Regions from separate parts of the Mus musculus genome. Here regions 1, 2, 3, 4 and 6 are each linked to region 5. Evidence: chromatin contacts called from public promoter capture Hi-C data. All regions are on one chromosome and are shown on one strand. The core of a region is the stretch at or near the end of the contact, and the rest is flanking DNA. Distances in the headings are between cores, read along the strand shown. Region 1 holds the start of Pabpc4 (poly(A) binding protein, cytoplasmic 4). Region 2 holds the start of Ebna1bp2 (EBNA1 binding protein 2). Region 3 holds the start of Heyl (hairy/enhancer-of-split related with YRPW motif-like). Region 4 holds the start of Slc2a1 (solute carrier family 2 (facilitated glucose transporter), member 1). Region 5 holds the start of Rlf (rearranged L-myc fusion sequence). Region 6 holds the start of Zfp691 (zinc finger protein 691).

The links. Promoter capture Hi-C pulls out the DNA fragments that hold promoters and counts their contacts. Capture Hi-C pulls out chosen DNA fragments and counts their contacts.
Region 1: a promoter capture Hi-C map of pre-B cells shows a contact between it and region 5, with 9 times the contacts expected there. The contact joins the promoter of Pabpc4 here to the promoter of Rlf in region 5. A contact is called at or near these places in 2 of 39 promoter capture datasets (cranial neural crest and pre-B cells).
Region 2: a contact with region 5 is called in a promoter capture Hi-C map of liver, with 3 times the contacts expected there. The contact joins the promoter of Ebna1bp2 here to the promoter of Rlf in region 5. A contact is called at or near these places in 3 of 39 promoter capture datasets (cranial neural crest, maxillary cranial neural crest and pre-B cells), 1 of 484 Hi-C or Micro-C datasets (uterus), 1 of 115 datasets of contacts at active chromatin or transcription factors (embryonic midbrain) and 1 of 9 other capture datasets (liver).
Region 3: a contact with region 5 is called in a promoter capture Hi-C map of pre-B cells, with 7 times the contacts expected there. The contact joins the promoter of Heyl here to the promoter of Rlf in region 5. A contact is called at or near these places in 3 of 39 promoter capture datasets (cranial neural crest, hippocampal neurons and pre-B cells) and 2 of 115 datasets of contacts at active chromatin or transcription factors (differentiating embryonic stem cells and large pre-B cells).
Region 4: a contact with region 5 is called in a promoter capture Hi-C map of liver, with 2.9 times the contacts expected there. The contact joins the promoter of Slc2a1 here to the promoter of Rlf in region 5. A contact is called at or near these places in 1 of 484 Hi-C or Micro-C datasets (uterus) and 1 of 9 other capture datasets (liver).
Region 6: a promoter capture Hi-C map of pre-B cells shows a contact between it and region 5, with 6 times the contacts expected there. The contact joins the promoter of Zfp691 here to the promoter of Rlf in region 5. A contact is called at or near these places in 1 of 39 promoter capture datasets (pre-B cells), 1 of 115 datasets of contacts at active chromatin or transcription factors (thymic regulatory T cells) and 1 of 9 other capture datasets (liver).

Annotation. Positions count from the first base shown.
Region 1 is chr4:123,281,479-123,284,178 of GRCm38.p6, forward strand. Pabpc4 (poly(A) binding protein, cytoplasmic 4) reads left to right here and starts at 1,433. Exons shown (of 15, transcript NM_130881.3): 1 at 1,433-2,329. The coding sequence starts at 2,137.
Region 2 is chr4:118,619,533-118,622,232 of GRCm38.p6, forward strand. It overlaps Ebna1bp2 (EBNA1 binding protein 2), which reads left to right and starts at 1,267. Exons shown (of 9, transcript NM_026932.4): 1 at 1,267-1,465; 2 at 1,550-1,633; 3 at 1,829-2,001; 4 at 2,538-2,661. The coding sequence starts at 1,400. Cfap57 (cilia and flagella associated protein 57) reads right to left here and starts at 1,253. Exons shown (of 23, transcript NM_026789.5): 1 at 1,144-1,253; 2 at 717-878. The coding sequence starts at 873.
Region 3 is chr4:123,232,205-123,234,904 of GRCm38.p6, forward strand. Heyl (hairy/enhancer-of-split related with YRPW motif-like) reads left to right here and starts at 1,352. Exons shown (of 5, transcript NM_013905.3): 1 at 1,352-1,742. The coding sequence starts at 1,663.
Region 4 is chr4:119,107,419-119,110,118 of GRCm38.p6, forward strand. Slc2a1 (solute carrier family 2 (facilitated glucose transporter), member 1) reads left to right here and starts at 1,327. Exons shown (of 10, transcript NM_011400.3): 1 at 1,327-1,554. The coding sequence starts at 1,537. Gm52706 (a long non-coding RNA gene) reads right to left here and starts at 1,331. Exons shown (of 2, transcript XR_003955269.1): 1 at 359-1,331.
Region 5 is chr4:121,213,786-121,216,485 of GRCm38.p6, forward strand. Rlf (rearranged L-myc fusion sequence) reads right to left here and starts at 1,299. Exons shown (of 8, transcript NM_001346660.1): 1 at 1,050-1,299. The coding sequence starts at 1,286.
Region 6 is chr4:119,172,853-119,175,552 of GRCm38.p6, forward strand. Zfp691 (zinc finger protein 691) reads right to left here and starts at 1,343. Exons shown (of 2, transcript NM_001145936.1): 1 at 1,286-1,343. It overlaps Ermap (erythroblast membrane-associated protein), which reads right to left. Exons shown (of 13, transcript NM_013848.3): 13 at 2,605-2,700.

The DNA.
Region 1 (2,700 bases), core at 183-2,682, 2.1 Mb after region 5:
TGCTGGGACTAAAGGCGTGCGCCACCACGCCCGGCTTTTTTTTTTTTTTTTTTAAAAGACCGGTCTCACTATGTAGCCCTGGCTGGCTTGGAACTTGCAATATCCATTTGGTTGGTCACAAATACTCAGGGGGGATCGGTCTCCCAAGTGCTGAGACTAAAGGTGTGAGTCACTACACCTAGCAAGGCTTCTTTATTTAATATAGTCACCAGAAATTATTCTCAGAGGTAAGGAGGGACTCTTACTTGTATACCATGGTAACCATGGCAACCATGGCATCTGCTGGGGGGGGAGCTCTGATTAGCCATTTATTGGAATGAATTGATTGATTAAATACTTATATTTCCTCAATTGTTTGCTTCAACCAGTAGACGAGTATCTGTCTAGCTTTTGCTAATTTCTGGTTTGAGTGAATATAAGGATAGAAAAAAAAATGGTCCCTGGCACTTATGGAGTAAGGAAATACTGCTATAACTCCACATATTTAGTCTCATGAGATAACATGATCTTCAAATGGTCAGTGAAACCTTCATTTGGGTAAAAAGTCAATGATTACCCTTCATCATCTAAGCGTAAACTCTTAACTAGCGTTTACATAGTAACAAAAACATTGTTTCACATGCACAGATGCATTCTCTTTGTGTTGTGCCATGAGTCGCCACGAGATGCCTTGTAAGGACATCACTAGAGATAGCTCCCTTATACAAGAACCATGAGCCCAAATACACCTTTCTTCTCCTCTTCTCCTTTTGCACAAACTAAGCTGTAGGCGTGCCACCAGAACAAAACAGGAGCGGACAGTCACGTTTTGTTTTATAAAAGCTTTGGCAAGATTTGTTCATCTTTTCAAAAACAGTCTCATCACCTAAGATACCACCACCATTTCTAATGACCTCCAAAATCCAACCTCAAGGTTATATGTTCTTAAAACTTTCGTATGTCTTACGTATTCAGCTCAACCATGTATTGGGCCACCTAGTAGCTGTACTTTAGCATCCCTTTGTGTAGATTTGGGCATTTCATGGATGTTTTAAACATTATACCTGCGTGTGGGTCTTGGGGAGGACATGACTCAATCCATACACTGCAGAAAGAGAATCATACAGGTGCGTGCTGCTGGTCCTCCAAACGCAAGGGGACGCTGTGACACCTTGCGGGCGGCTCCAGGTCACTCTGGTGTGACTGCCCCGCCTTGGGCCCCCGGGGCAGAGTGGGCGGGCACGACTGCGCCCAGGTCTCGAGGCGCCCTTCGACCAGCAGCGCCCGGGGCGGGAGGGTATAAATGGAGCGGTGGCGGCTCCAGCCGCCTCTCTCCGCCCCGGGTCGCAGCCATCAGTGTTGCGTTTGGGCTCAGCACGCCTGAAGCAGAAAAAAGAAAAAGCTTAAAAAAAACACAAAAGCCTCAAAAACCTTAAAAAAAAAAAAAAGAAAAGAAAAGAAGAGGAAAAAAAAAAGCAAAAGGGAAAAAAAGAAGAAAAAGAACCAGACAGCGACTTGTGCTGGGAGCCCGTGGGGAAGTGACTTTCACAGCTTCCGGCCTGCCTGTCCGTCAGCGTCTGTCTGTCCGTCCGGTGGTGAGCCATCCCCCTCGGCCCGGCCCGCCCCTGCACGCCTCTGCGCCGCGTGGCAGCCCCGCGCCCCGGCTGGCCGCACCACGTGTCCGCACTGCCCTTCGCCGGCACCCGCAAAGATTTGGTTTCCCCCTTCCTGGGCTGCTGTAACTGTAAACCGCCGGGAGTCCGGGGCCTATATTTATCACGAAACGCGTGTTCCCAAGGCGGCCGTGAGCGCAGCATCTGATTGCCTCTTGAAAATTTTTTGCCCCCTTTACGAGGGGATTTCCTACTTTAATTTTTATTTTTTAAGCCTCAAGCCAGGACAGCTGGAGAGTACAAACTCCAGGAGCGGGCCATATTGTTTTTGAGAGCCTTTTGTCTTGGGGCTTTTGCAGTCCCGTGCAAGTCGTCCCGCACACGGGTCCCGGCTCGGAGCCTCCCTGCTCCAGCCTTCTCCGGCGTCGCTGGTGCCACCTGTGCGCTGCGGCGCGTGCCATAGCTCCTCGGAGCCCCTTTTGTCCTGCAGTAGGCCTTGTTAGAAGTCCTCCTGGCGGGGCTCGGGGTCGTGGGGGGTGGGGAGATGAACGCTGCAGCCAGCAGCTACCCCATGGCCTCCTTATACGTGGGCGATTTGCACTCGGACGTCACCGAAGCCATGCTGTATGAAAAGTTTAGCCCTGCGGGGCCTGTGCTGTCCATCCGGGTCTGTCGCGATATGATCACCCGGCGCTCTCTGGGTTATGCCTACGTCAACTTCCAGCAGCCAGCTGACGGTGAGTAGTAGCGGTGTGCACACATTCGGGAGATTCCTGGGGACCTTGGGAATCCTGAAGGCGGAGGCCAAACTGCCAGGACCGGGGAACATAACAGCATGTTGCCTGAGAAGCCTTGGGTGGAAGCAAAATGAGCCAGGCATGTGGTCATGACCCTGGCTTCAGTCTCCCACCACTTGCTAACCTGATGACCTTGGGCTACTGGGTGGGGGTGGGGTAGAGCAGGGGTTGGAACCCAAGGAGATTTGTGTAATTCGGGATCCGAATAAAGGGACTTGGGTATTCTAGTGTGTCTAGCCCCACTCAGGTAGAAGTGGGTCTGGCACTCAGTGCATTGAAATGACACCTGAAAGTGTAGGTTGCAAAACTGG
Region 2 (2,700 bases), core at 17-2,516, 2.6 Mb before region 5:
AGGTCCTGAGTTCAATTCCCAGCAACCACATGGTGGCTCACAACCATCTGTAATGAGATCTGGTACCCTCTTCTGGCCTGCAGGTATACATTCAGGCAGAAAACTGTATACATAACTCTTTAAAATAAGTAAATAATCCGGGCAGTGGTGGCATACACCTTTAATCCCAGCACTTGGGAGGCAGAGGCAGGCAGATTTCTGAGTTCGAGGCCAGCCTGGTCTACAGAGTGAGTTCCAGGACAGTCAGGGCTACACAGAGAAACTCTGTCTCGAAAAACCAAAAAAAAAAAAAATGTTAAAAGGTTATTTGTCACTTAAGATAAAAATTTCAGCGTCTCCATCAGACATGGGTTCAATGAAGGTCATGTACTCTCAAAACCGTTAGACTCAAAAGAAGGTTCTGGTGAGGACAAACACAACTGCAGGAGAATACAAGAAAAACACTGTTTAAAGTAACTCTTCTCTGGAGTCATTGTGGAAAAGTACTTTTAAAACGTGTGTTATTTTACCTGTCATTTTGGCTACTTGTGTCACGTTAATCTATGATTAAGTAGTGTAAATGGCCATTTATTTTGTTTACATTTATAAAAATATGTGGATAACCCAGTTATCAAAAAAAAATCTTCCCAATCGTTGAGATTGTGCGGTTTTGTGTAGCACATGCCTTTAATGTATGTGTCAGAATGGAAAAGGTGGTTTCTTTTTTTCTTTTTTACCTGCAATGAATTTTTGCCATTTCTGATCTATATTGTACTTCACACAGTGATTTCCTGAAGGAAATATAATGATCTGTTCATCGAAGAAGAAGACATTGTTGGTCACGTGAGGCCGAAGACCAAAAACATGAAGCGCCTGAGCTACCACGGTGGACATGGTACCTGTCAAAAAGTATTGCAAAAGATGAAGAAAGAGGCAAGTAGGTGGGAGTGAAGCCGAGCAGCGCATCTCCCTTTCCTGCCCCGCCCCGCCCCGCCCATGGCCCCGGCCCGCCCCTCCCTGACCCCGCCTCGCCCCTCCATCGCCCCGCCCCTAGGCTCCTCTTCCTTTCCACCCCACCCCCGGGGCTCTTTCCGAGCCTTTCCTTCCTCTCCTGCACTCCCACCGCCCTCAGATCCTTAGGAGGACCCCAAAGAAACTATTTACCTCTTGCTTCACGGCTCTGGGTTACTAGACTACGTAGGGATCAGTAGGTGCTCTTCCTAAAGATCCGAAGCAATCCGGGCACGCCCAAACGCTAGAGCAGTTCCTATAGCAACGAGAAAACCGGAAGTGCGGCTATGAACCCGGAAGCGGAAGTCCCTGTTGAAAAGGCAGAGGCTTGTGGAGAATTTGTTGGCGGTGGTGCTGCTTGTGGGCACGTGGAGTGGCAGCCGAACCTCGCGGGGCGGAAGGCCGCGAGATGGACACCCCTCCGCTTTCAGAGTCGGACTCGGAGTCGGATGCGTGCCTGGCCTCAGATCAAGAGGTAGGCCGCAGCGGAGCTAGCGGGGCAGGGGCTGGGACGGGGACTTTATTTAGCTCTTTGGTACTGAGGCTCCCCGGTCTGTAGTTGCAGGATGCGTTTTCCCGCGGACTCCTGAAGCCAGGTCTCAATGTCGTGCTAGAGAAGCCGAAGAAGGCAGTGAATGACGTGGTGAGCTCGTGCGAGGGTCGGGGTCCTTGGAACAGGATGCGCACAAGCGCTGTGCCTCTTGGGAGACCGATTCTGGTGGGAAAGATGCACCCTGCGCTGCGGTCGTCATCCTGTGCGGATATTTGAGCATAGGACTTTGGGTTTCTGAGAGTCAAACTCGCGGTTCTCATGAGCGCCTTGTCTGACTTAACCTAGAGTGGCCTGAAACAGTGCTTGGCTGAATTCAGACGGGATCTGGAGTGGGTTGAAAGGCTCGATGTGACCCTGGGTCCAGTGCCAGAAGTCAGTGAGACTCAGCCAACACCTCAGAACCAGGACCAGAAGAAAGGCGTTAATCCAGAAGACGACTTCCAGAGGGAAATGAGTTTGTATGTTTGTTATGGGTCCTGCGATGGAGTTACAGGAAGGGGGTCTTAGTGTGTCTGCAACCTCAGAGGCACTGGGCGGGGTTAGCACGAGCGTGCGAGTGGATCTAGCGGGTTCCTCTGGTGGAAAGAATAGGTTCTTGGTCGCCGTTTAACCAGAACCCTGCTCGAGGGATGTTTCAGAATAATTCATTTGAAGCTTGTGTGGGTGCCTCCAATCATTAGAACACACTTTGCCTAGGGAATGTTATGAGTGCTCTTTCTGTAATGATTGGGAAACAGTTCATAGTCTGCGCAGTATTTAATAAGCTCGTTGTTTTAAACTGACTTGCTCTTGGAAGTATTTTCCCCTCGTAAATAAACATAAAGTGAGATTTCAGTTATATGTGCAATCAGTGGAGTTTTAGTTGGTGTGTCTGTCTTATCTTGCCAGTGCTGGTGGGATGTGATAGCTCTGAGGTTAGGTAACTTCTGAGAGGCAGTAAGAAGACATGAGCGCCCTTCCCCTCCCCTCATTACACCCTGTCCTGTAATGTCAGCTACCGGCAGGCCCAGGCAGCAGTGCTTGCGGTATTACCCCGACTCCATCAGCTCCAAGTCCCTACGAAGAGGCCCACCGATTATTTTGCAGAAATGGCCAAGTCTGATCAGCAGATGCAAAAGGTAGGTTTTTCTTCTGGAAAGCCAAGGTTTCATTTGTTC
Region 3 (2,700 bases), core at 102-2,601, 2.0 Mb after region 5:
TTAACTGTGCAGTGTATTTTGAGGACCTGGGACGTCTCTCGAGAACATGCCTACCTCAGAGCCCTTACCTTCCCCTGCAAATCTGCCAGCCCTTTCTCTCTCAGCCAATCACATAGAGCAAACAAGTATCTGCCTTTCTAGGAAATGCCTAGTGCACACATTGGGCACTCTTCACACTGGTTGAGGTTCTCACTGTTTTGGCAGGTGCCCACAGAAATTATGTGAGTGCTGAGGGCATTTGGAACAGGAGAATTGGTGCTTGCGGCTGCGGTGGCCAGCAGAGTTTCCTGATGGCGACCGTTCATGCCAGTCCTATCTGGTCATCTATGAGCATGATAAGTTTCTGTGCTTGGCCAAGTGGTTACGTGTGGGTCTGAGTGGCAAGAGGCCTGTTCTTTCCCATCAGGAAGTATCTGCAAGCAGAGCTGACTATGGTGAAAGTGTGTGTAGTCAGCTTCAGGTGACCAACCCCACTTCCCTACACCAAAAGCTGGCTTTCTTTTGTGCCTGTCCCAGTGAGCAGAACAAAGGGAGAGGACTCCTCTGGTGCCCTGCCCACCACACCCACCTCCACCATCTCCCTGCCGCCCCTGCAAGAAGTTTGCTCTCCTCCCTCAGCTTCCCTCTGCACTTCTCTGCGTACGATGACCTGGGAGGATGGCAGCTGAATCTCTAGGCACAAGGACAGGAACTCTCACTGACTAAATAGTTGTCTGTGGTCAGACAGGCTCCCCCAGAAAGAGAAGCCGAAGGCTCCTTTCCTCTCTTCCTCTCCCTGGTGCCTGCCAGGACAGCTGTCATTAAATGAACTGGGGTGACTCCCAGGGATACCCCACCAACCACCACACCCTACCTACCTTCTCCATTCCTGTGCTCCCTCCCACAAGTCAGAAGCTCAAAGATCTTGGCCACTGTAAAGTCAGCACTTGGGATGCAGAGGCAGGAGGGTCAGGGATCAGTAGTTCAAGGTCATCTTCTGCTACACATCAAGTTCAATGCCACTTTGGGTTCTATGACCCTGTCTCCCCTCCTCCAGCCTTCTCAGCTGGCAAGCAGCAGCCACCCCTTTGGGGGTTCACCAAAGGACTTCGAAGTTCTGAGCATCCCACAGTGCACGTAGCTTCCCCAATACACACACACACACACACACACACCACAAACTTTGGTCCCCTATAGAAGGAGTGACTGAAGAATTACTTCCAAGGGGTCACAGGCACCCCCAGTAACCTTTCCAAACCTATCTGCCCTCCCTGCATGCCCTGGAGCAGGAAGGTACAGGTCTGACCCTTATAAAAAGCTGAGGCACTGCAAAGCGAAGTCTGTCGCACAGAACTAGGGACAGATCCGGATTCTCTGGGCTTCCCCGTGGGGCCTCCCAGGGCACCTGCCCAAGGCCACCCAGAGCGCCAGCCCAGGCAGCGCCGGTGGAGCGGAGCCGGACCTCCCAGCGGCCGATGGGGGCGGTGACCGCCCGGGGCCTTCCCACGGTTCGGTGGCGCGTCACCGCGGGGGCGAGGGGGCGCCGGGGCGCCCCGGGCTGCGGTGCAGGAAAGGGCCCTGGGAAAGGGCGGCGTCGGCTCCCGGGCCGGGGCGGGGCTGAGGCGGGGCCCAACAACCAACTCCAGGGATCGCAGGGCTGGGACCCCGCAGCCAGCTTTCGGCATGAAGCGGCCCAGGGCGCCCAGTGGCTCCGACGGCGAGTCTGATGGACCCATCGATGTGGGTCAAGAGAACGATCTTAGGTAAGACAGGGTGGAGCGAGGGCCGTCCGGGGGTGAGAAAGTCCAGCACACTCAAGTTTGTGCGCAGCCCTCAGGTGTCAGCCAAGATGCGGGGGCGTGTGCAGCGACTCCAGTGCGTCCATAGCACCAATGCGGCAGATTCCTGAGTACCCTGAACCATAACACCCTGAACCAACTATGGTTCAGGGAGCTGGGATGGGAGGACAGTTCAGCTGGAGGATATTCTGTCGTTTGGCTACCCCCAGGGACGCCCCTGAGAAGTTTTCCTGCAGACCTAGGAAACCTTCATAGATGTAGATACCGCATTCCATTGCCCATAGTTTGTCTACTATGAAGACTTCTGTACTTTTCCAATTTCACTCTTCTTTGGGAACAGTTTTCACATAGTACACAAAAGGACTGGGGGCTGTGTCCTTTTCGCTTTGAGCATACTGGGATTTGTGTTTAGGTACTGAGGGAAATAATAGCCAACTTGCAAAAGCCTAGACTCCAATCTTCAGCACCCCTTCCACCAAACCACCAAGCCGCCAATGCAGTTTCTTTTTTGTTAAATAATCTAACTTCTAACCTGTGGAACAAACTGAACTTGTACAATCCTTGCTACCTATCAGCTCGGTGACTCCATAAGCTTCAGTTTTCTGGTCTATAAAATGGGTATACATGATGAAGCTAGCTTCATAGCGGGTGTAGACATCAAACGGAAGAATGTCAAGGCCTTAGCAGTAGTTCATGGTGAGTGCTTAGTGGTGTCAGGCTCTAAGTCTCCAGGCCTTGCCACCCAGCCCACAACCGCCACCAACTCACCTTAGAGCTTTTCCTTTCCTTCCCTTTCTTCTTTCCATTCTTCCTCCCCCTCCTCTTCTTCCTTCTTCCTTTTTCTTCATCCACTGCTAGGGATTGGATCCAGATCCTGGTGCATGCTACCCAAGTGCCCTGTCACCATGCAGTTCTGAGCCTT
Region 4 (2,700 bases), core at 77-2,576, 2.1 Mb before region 5:
CCCTGAAGCTAGCAACAGACTCTCATGCTTCTGTCCTAGGGACACTGACTAGCACGGGACCGTCCGTCATAGAGGAGAAAAAAGATGGCTGATTGGTGACTTGTTGGCTGAGATATAGGCATGCAGTTCTATAATGGGGGCGACTGAATTTGTGAACTGGTACCCTAAGAAAGGGCCTGGGAGACCAGGCTTGGGCCTTGTTCCAGCCCTGCATCATATGTATTGAAGGAAAGAAACAGGTCCAGGGTTGGAGAAAGCAAGAGCAGAGGAGGCAGGTCTTGCAGTCAGCAGAAGAAACTCGGGGGGGGGGGGGCAAAGTGGTGATCAGGAGAGAGGAGAAGGGGAACCCCAGACTCACCAGTTCCACATGCTTTACTTTTCAGGGGTCCATGCTCAATTAGGGTGCCCTCCTAGGCCAGCACCTGGCACACAGCTCAGCTTCCTGTCTCTAACAGAAAGTCATTTCTCCCAGATCCCCCCTTCAGGTGAACCTAGATGGGACATGGACTGGAGGGACCACAGAGGCTATTGACTGTCCTACTCACCACTCCAGGAGCTCACCTGTAATTCTCATAGCCCAGGGTTTGATAACAAATCTCATTTTATCCAGGAGAAACCCGCTGCTCATTGGCTGGGAGCTTGCCCAGGACCAGCTAGAGGCGGTTTATAGGTGAGCTGGTTCAATGCCAAGGTGTTCTATGTCCTTAACCATTTAGACACCCAGCCTCTCTGGTCTTCACACTTAGGTGTCACCATAAAGTCAGAAATGGAGGGAGGTGGTGGTTTTACAGCTTAGAGAAGTGGTGGGCATGGTGTCTAGGAGCAAAAGAGGAGCTTGGCCTTGGGCACAGGAACACGGAGCAAGGAGAGAGAATTCAGCTTCGGAGCCAGACCTCCCGTGGTCTCTCTAATGAACTTAATGCCACTTTACACATAACACACGCGGTTGTAAACACCATCCAAATACTAACTCGTTTAATCTTCCTAATAACCCAGGAGGTTGTACTATTATTATGACTAGTCTACCAAAGTTATCCGGCAGCCTAGTGAGGAAGCCAGAGTCCTAGCGCTGGCTTACAGCCCCGCACCAAGCGCTACCATTTTGCTAGTGGCCATTGAGACTCAGAGAGGTGTGCAAACCAGCTCAGAGCCACACAGCGAGCGCCCCCAACGGGTGCCCCGCACACCCTGGGACTGCAGGTTCTAGCATCCAGAGCCAGACTGTGGTCAGTAGCCCTCCGTCCCTCCCCACCTCCCCACAGAACCACGCCTCTCAGAGTCCCGCCCCGGACGTGCTCCCCAGGCCCCGCCCCCTTCGGGCCCACCTACACCCCAGAACCAATGGCGGCGGTCCTATAAAAAGGCAGCTCCGCGCGCTCTCCCCCAAGAGCAGAGGCTTGCTTGTAGAGTGACGATCTGAGCTACGGGGTCTTAAGTGCGTCAGGGCGTGGAGGTCTGGCGGGAGACGCATAGTTACAGCGCGTCCGTTCTCCGTCTCGCAGCCGGCACAGCTAGAGCTTCGAGCGCAGCGCGGCCATGGATCCCAGCAGCAAGGTGAGTAACGGGGCTGGGAGTCCCGGGTAGGGATGTGCTGCCGAGCGCGGGCCGGGGCGCCTGTCCGAGTCCCCGCTTCCTCACGCAGCCGCCGCGCGCTTCACGCGGTCGGGGCGGGGGCCGCGGATCAGGGGCCCAGGCGCCGCACGTCGCGCACGACCTCGGCGGCTCCTCCCGCGCGGGGGAGGGGGCCGGAGCGCGGCGCCCATTGGCTAAAAGAGCCGAGCCCCCGGCCGGGCCCCGGCTAGGAGCGGAGGAGGCGGGACCCGCCCGGAGCCCGCGCCGCGCCCGGAACCCGGGCCATGGGGGTGGCCAGGAGGAGAAGGCACTTCCTCCAGGCCAGGGTCGGGGGCTGACGAGCTCTGAGGACCTCACGATGCGCAGTCCTCCAGGGATGTGGGGCCTTTCCCCGGGGCAAGCTACTGACTGGATAAGATCTCTCTTCACCTGTGATCAGGCTTGCCCTGTATGGGCCGGATTTACGGAACCCCTCCTGGATGTGCGACATTGTTTCTTTCTTGTCCCGCCTTTGCTTTGTGTAGAGTTAGTTCTAGTCCCTTTTAAATTAAAATAAAATTGGATTTTCCCGTCTTAGTATGTAGGAAGGCTCAAGGATGCGCACTTTCACGCCCCCCCCCCTTTACCTGTTTAAAGTTAAGAACAGTGCGAGCATGTGTTAAATCCCTGGCTGCCTTTACTGGGCAGTGGGGGTGTTTTGGTGGAACTCAGGAAAGGAAGCTCCAGTTGACTCCGGATGGTCGTACTGACAGTCTCTGCAGGGCCACAGTGATAGAGATAGAATGTAACTAAGTATAAAGACAAAAAAACAAAACAAAACAAAAACCAACTGAGGCCCGGGAGTCTCTCAGATGCCACTTAAACTCCGAACTTTGGTTTTTCCGCGTAAAACTTTTCTCTCAGACCTAGGTTAATCTCCGTCTTTCAAATTCCTTGGATTTTGCTTTTGTTTCGGAGACATCATCCCCTAGCCCTGTCTGCCCTAGAGTTCATATGTAGACCAGGCTGGCCTCAGACTCACAGAGATCCGCCTGTCTCTGCTTCGCGAAGGCTGTAAGCCCGGGTACCACCACACTCCGCTTGATATTTATTTTTTGAGCTGATAAGATGAATATTCTGAGTAGAGAA
Region 5 (2,700 bases), core at 49-2,548:
TTCTGCCCAGGACCAACAAAGCAGATTGCTCACTACTCCAACTACAACTTTCTAACTCCACAATCTTTTCAGCACTCAATTGCTCATTAAGAGTCCACGTACCAACATACCTCGATTATTTTCTATTCTCTAAGGTACTCCAAATGAGGAGCAAAGGGATGGCAGAAACCTGATAGTCTAAGTACCAGATGCAGAAACAATGACGGCAAGCATTTACACTTGGAAGACACTCGAAAACATAGAAAAAAAACTGCAACGTGGTCACGGAGACCAAACTTAAAATCACATCTGTCAGCATGTAGCCCCACAGATTGGGACCCGCACAGAAACGATCAATCACCCGACTGCCAAAGAGGCCATTCTCTATATCTCTCTCCCGACCTCTTCCACTCAGACTAATCTCCATTACAGAGCTACCAGGCTCCATTCCTAGTAGTACAACCAGCAGATGAATACAAAACAGGTCAAAGAATGGCATAAACATATCTTTTCACACCCGCCCACAGTGGCAAAAACAAACAAACAAACAAACACCCCACAAAAACCAATCAACCGGCTCAGTATTCCCTAATCAGAAAGCTCCAGACGCCATCCAAGACCAACCGTCGTATCTTAGGGAAGCCAAAAGATGTGACTTTAAAGATAAGTCTCTGGTCAGAGCCCACCTCTCCTGATTGTTCAGAAAAACAAGGTTTTTCAGTTTGGAGATCAGCACACCACTCAAAAAAAAAAGCATCTCCCTGCAGGAACTGGCAATCGATCCCTCAGGGGGGCAGTGGCGCTCCAACCACCCGGCCAGGACCCAGGCAACAGCGACAGGGCACAGCCCTTGCAGGGAGCTCTCTGGGCTCAGGACCGCCCAGCGCAATCCGCCCGGGCAGTGACTGAAGTCGGGTTACGGCAGAGCTGGGCCTGCCCGGCCCGGGGGCGCGGCGAGATACGGGGGTGGCGTTTTTCCCCGCGAAGCCCCCGGCTGTTGAGGCGGATCCCGAGTCTCTTCTCCCGGCCTCCCCGCCCCTCCACCCTCGGCCATCTAGTCCACCCCTCACCTGGCAGAAGCTCCGGCAGTAGCTCAAAGATGAGACCTCGGACACCTCCTGCTCCCTCAGCTCGGTCTCCAGCTGCCAGAGACACGGTCGTAGGCCCGGCGCTCCCGACGCCGGAGATGCAGGGCGATGACCCCGAGCCATGGACTCAGTCTCGACTTCGGCTCCCGCCACCGCCGGAGCCTCAGCCCCAGCCCCGGCCCCGGCGGCGGCCGTGGCGTCTCCCTTTCCGTCCGCCATCTTCCCACGGCCCAGCAGCGCGTAGGCAACCAAACCACGTGACTCCGCCTGGCCCCGCCCCCAATCGCCCGTGTTAGTGACGCACCCCCCTGGCGACGCTGGCGCCAACTTTATCCGTCACTAGGACGCCGAATGTTGGTCCTCTCAGAAGTCTCCACCGCAACCGCCCTAGCAACAGCCTAGCAACGGCGAGATTCTAGCGGCCCTGGGTTCTACAGGCCCTTCAGAGTCGAGGAGCGCAAAGGGCCTAGAGACAATGGAGATATGAGAGAGATGTCTGCGGAGCAGCGAACCGAAGAGCAAGGGAAAGGCAGCCCAGAAAGAAGCTCGGAGAAAAGCATCCCCGGTTGGAGGAAAATAAAGATTGTTAGGCCGACCTGAAAACAAACTGAAGGGAATTTGGTTTAAAATGGGAATGGCATTACTAGTCGCTGGAAAAAGGATTGGTCAAAATATATGGCGTTGAGACGATTCTACTAAAAAGGGGGGGGGGGGGACTTTTAAAAAGTTGTTTTCAAGACAAGGATTCCCTGTGTAGGACTAGCTGTCCTGTAACTCACATTGCAGATCAGGCTGGCCTCAAACTTAAAAGTTCACCTGCCTCTGCCTCCCAAGTGCTGCGACTGGAGGTGTGCAGAGACAGGCTGGATCTCTGTGGGTTAGAAGCCAGACTGGTATATAGAGCGAGTTCCAGGACAGCCAAGGCAAAGCCACTGTAATCCAGCACTTGAGAGACTGAGACAGGAGGATCATGAGTTCCAGGTATTAGTGGGAGGGGACAAGAAAGAAATGCAAAGAAGAACAGAGAAGAAAAGGGAGAATGGCAAAATGGTGTGGCTGGAGCCCAGTAGATGAAGTGGTGAAAACAAGAAAAAAATATGTATATATGTGTGTGTGTATATGTATATGTGTGTGTGTGTGTGTGTATATACACATACATTATATATATATATATATATGTATATATATATATATACATATATATATATATATATATATAAAATCCAGAACATAAGATGTTTGGTCTAGTATACAAATGAGGGATACCCTCACTTCAACTGGAGGAACTCTATAAACAATGGGTCTAGATGAAGGTAAATGTATAATTTGATAATGGGAGATTTGAGAGTTATGACCTAAATGTTGCTTTCCCCTCCATGAAATATGAGCCATTGTGCTGATTGGTCAGTTGTTTGTGACTTTAATACAAAACCAGAGTCACTTGGGAGGAGGGAACCTCAACTGAGAGGTGCCTCCATCCCACTGATCCCTGTAGGCATGTCCATGACATGTTTTGTTTGTTGACTGACGTGGGATGGCCCAGCCCACTGTGGGTGGTATTACCCCTGGGCAGATGGTACTGGGAGGGATAAGCAAGGGACAGCATCTGAGCATAGAAGCAAATCAGTGAGAA
Region 6 (2,700 bases), core at 93-2,592, 2.0 Mb before region 5:
ACTGCATATGGCATATTACACAGTAGCCCATAACAGCTCATATTTTTTAAAGGTCCTACAGAGCACTCGACCTAGGGCTAAGCGGTCCAATGCACCATCTCAATTCATTTTTACAGCACCTCTGCCTCCCGAGTGCTGGGGTTGAAGGCATGAGCCGCTACATCTAGCTCAACTATTAATTTCTCATACTTACTTTAGAAATGATGAAACTGAAACTCTGAGAAATCAAGTCACGTGCCTAAGAGCACACAGTAGGTGGCAAAACTGAAGCCCAAGTTGATTCCTCCAAAGCTGAGGTTTTTAACCATTCCACCAGGACTGGAGGTAGAGACGGTGCTACGGCACTTAGGAAATGAGAAGGCACCTCTCTGAAGAGGGCAGGGAGGGAGCTTCACTGAAGAGGTGAAATTTAAACTATGACTTGCAAAATAGACAGATGAGCAGGACCAAGGCTGGCAGAGACGGAGAGTCCATCCCTGACTGAAAAGGCAGTGTGGAAATAACACAAAGTCACCTTGCATTACAAAGATCGGAGGGAGAAGAGACCTAGTGCATGTGGGGTTTTCTTCCTCGGAGCTCAGCAGCACAGAGTCGCCAGCAAGAGTGCGGAGGAGGGATGAGTTCTAAGAACAAGGCAAGAAGATGAGGCTTGGTGATCACAGACGATGAAGGACAAGAGCCTGGATTAGAAGGAAGAGACCAAGCTGGGGTCCGAAAGATTAAAGTTCTAGATCCGGGTTCGAGTCAAGGGTACCGGGAGTAACTTGGAAGGACCGGGGACAGAGTGTGAAAAATTAAGGAAGCACTCACCGGAGCTACATAGCGATTCAGAGACGGATCATCAAAGGAGCCAAAGAATCTGAGGTGGCCTGGGAGAGGGGACAAAGGCTGCAGCAGTGTCCAAAGAGCCTAGTTAAGTGGGGAAGGAGGATAAAGCTGGAGGAGTCAGCTGGGAAAGCTGAAGGACGAGAGTTGGGTTCAGAGATGTCCATGAGGTTGGGACTGGAGCTGGAAGAGTACAAGGGGCGACTCTAAAGACACGGTGTGTGGGAGGGGCATGGAGTGGTCCAAGGCCAACAGTAAGGCAGGGAGGGTAGTAAGACTGGGTCATCCGAGGACTGGGGACGTGATCGCAGCGGAGGGACACACGGTACCCGGCGGCCTTTGGGACTCGCAAAACAGCAACTTCCCAAACATCAGCCTTCAAGGCCTTCGCAAGAGCGAAGGGGCCAGGCTCGAAGCGCCCCGTGCCTCGCGTTCGCCTCCCCCATAACCCCCACGTCACCTCTACACAGCCGCGACCCACTTCACTCCCGCGGCTCGGTCAGGGACAGCGGCGCCTCGGTGGGCGGGGGAAGGAGCCGGAGCCGGAACCCAGAGAGGATCCGCCTTCACAGCGTTCGGATTGGATCCTGGGAACGTTCTTCCTCTCTATTGGCTATACTAACTGTCACACTGCACAAGACCTAGTAGGACGGCCAATAAACATTGGTTTAGTGCGCGGCATGCTGGGAGTTGTAGTTCGGAGGTTTGCTTCGCTGAAAACATTTGCCCAGTTCAGAACTCAGCGGTGAAGCTGTCATCACTTCTAAGGTCATCAGGTTTCTTTTCTTTTTGTCTTTTGAAGCGGTGGCCCTCGATAGAAACCTCGCAGTTCATTTAAAGTTTATAGTTTAAAATTAAAAGGACATGTACCAGGAAAGGAATTTAAAAATAAAGTAGTTCGATCTCTTTGTCCGAGAAGCTAAGTGTCCTCTCCCAAGGAATGACCTCCAGCCAGGTCGGCCAGTGGCCCAACGTAGGTTTTGGTTTTTTTTTTCTGTGTCCTATGTGATCCTGTTAACCCAAAAGTCTCGCATCAATCTGGATATAATAGACCAGTAAGTTATCCAGAGATGGTTTTTGTTTGGTTGGCTGGTTGTTGTTTTTCCCAGATTTTATTTTGAAGAACAATAAAGATTAAGAACTTGAAAGATAAAGAGGATAAAGAAAGTTGATGTGTAAGCTAACTACGAGCTTTTCCTGTTTGTGTGGTCTTTCAATGGTTGTCTTTGTAGCTGGTAAAGCTTTAGAGCTAGTGATGACCCGGTGATTAAGAACACTTACAGCTCTTTCAGGGGACCTGGATTCCCAGCGCCCACATCAGGTAGTTTATAACCACCTGTAACTCCAGATCCAAGGGATCCAATGCCCAATTCTGGACAATTTGAGAACCTGCACACAAGAACACACACTCACACACACACACACACACACACACACACAAAATCAGGAAAGAAAAAAGAGAGGGTCAAGTTTTATAATCCCACCTCTCTCCTCTATAAAATTCCTAGCACAACTATTGTAAGGATATAAGGACTGAGTGGATAGACAGACAGTCAGACAAATAGGCAGACACACAGACAAACATTTCCTGCTTCTACAAATAGCTCTATTCTCTATTGGTAAATTCTCTCAATAGGTAAGACTAGCATGAGTTAGTTAGCCAATAGGATTGGCTACTCAAGCAATTATGTTTGGAGCTGAGGATGTGTGTGACGTGTAAGTATCTATTACACACTATTAGTTTATAAATTGATAAAAATAAAACATCAAAAGTCAGACTCAGGAGTAAAACTGGGTTTATTATGAATGATGTCTAAAGTTTGCTTGAATTGTGGCTGAGCTATTCAGAAACCAACCCCGTAATGTGTTTTCTCC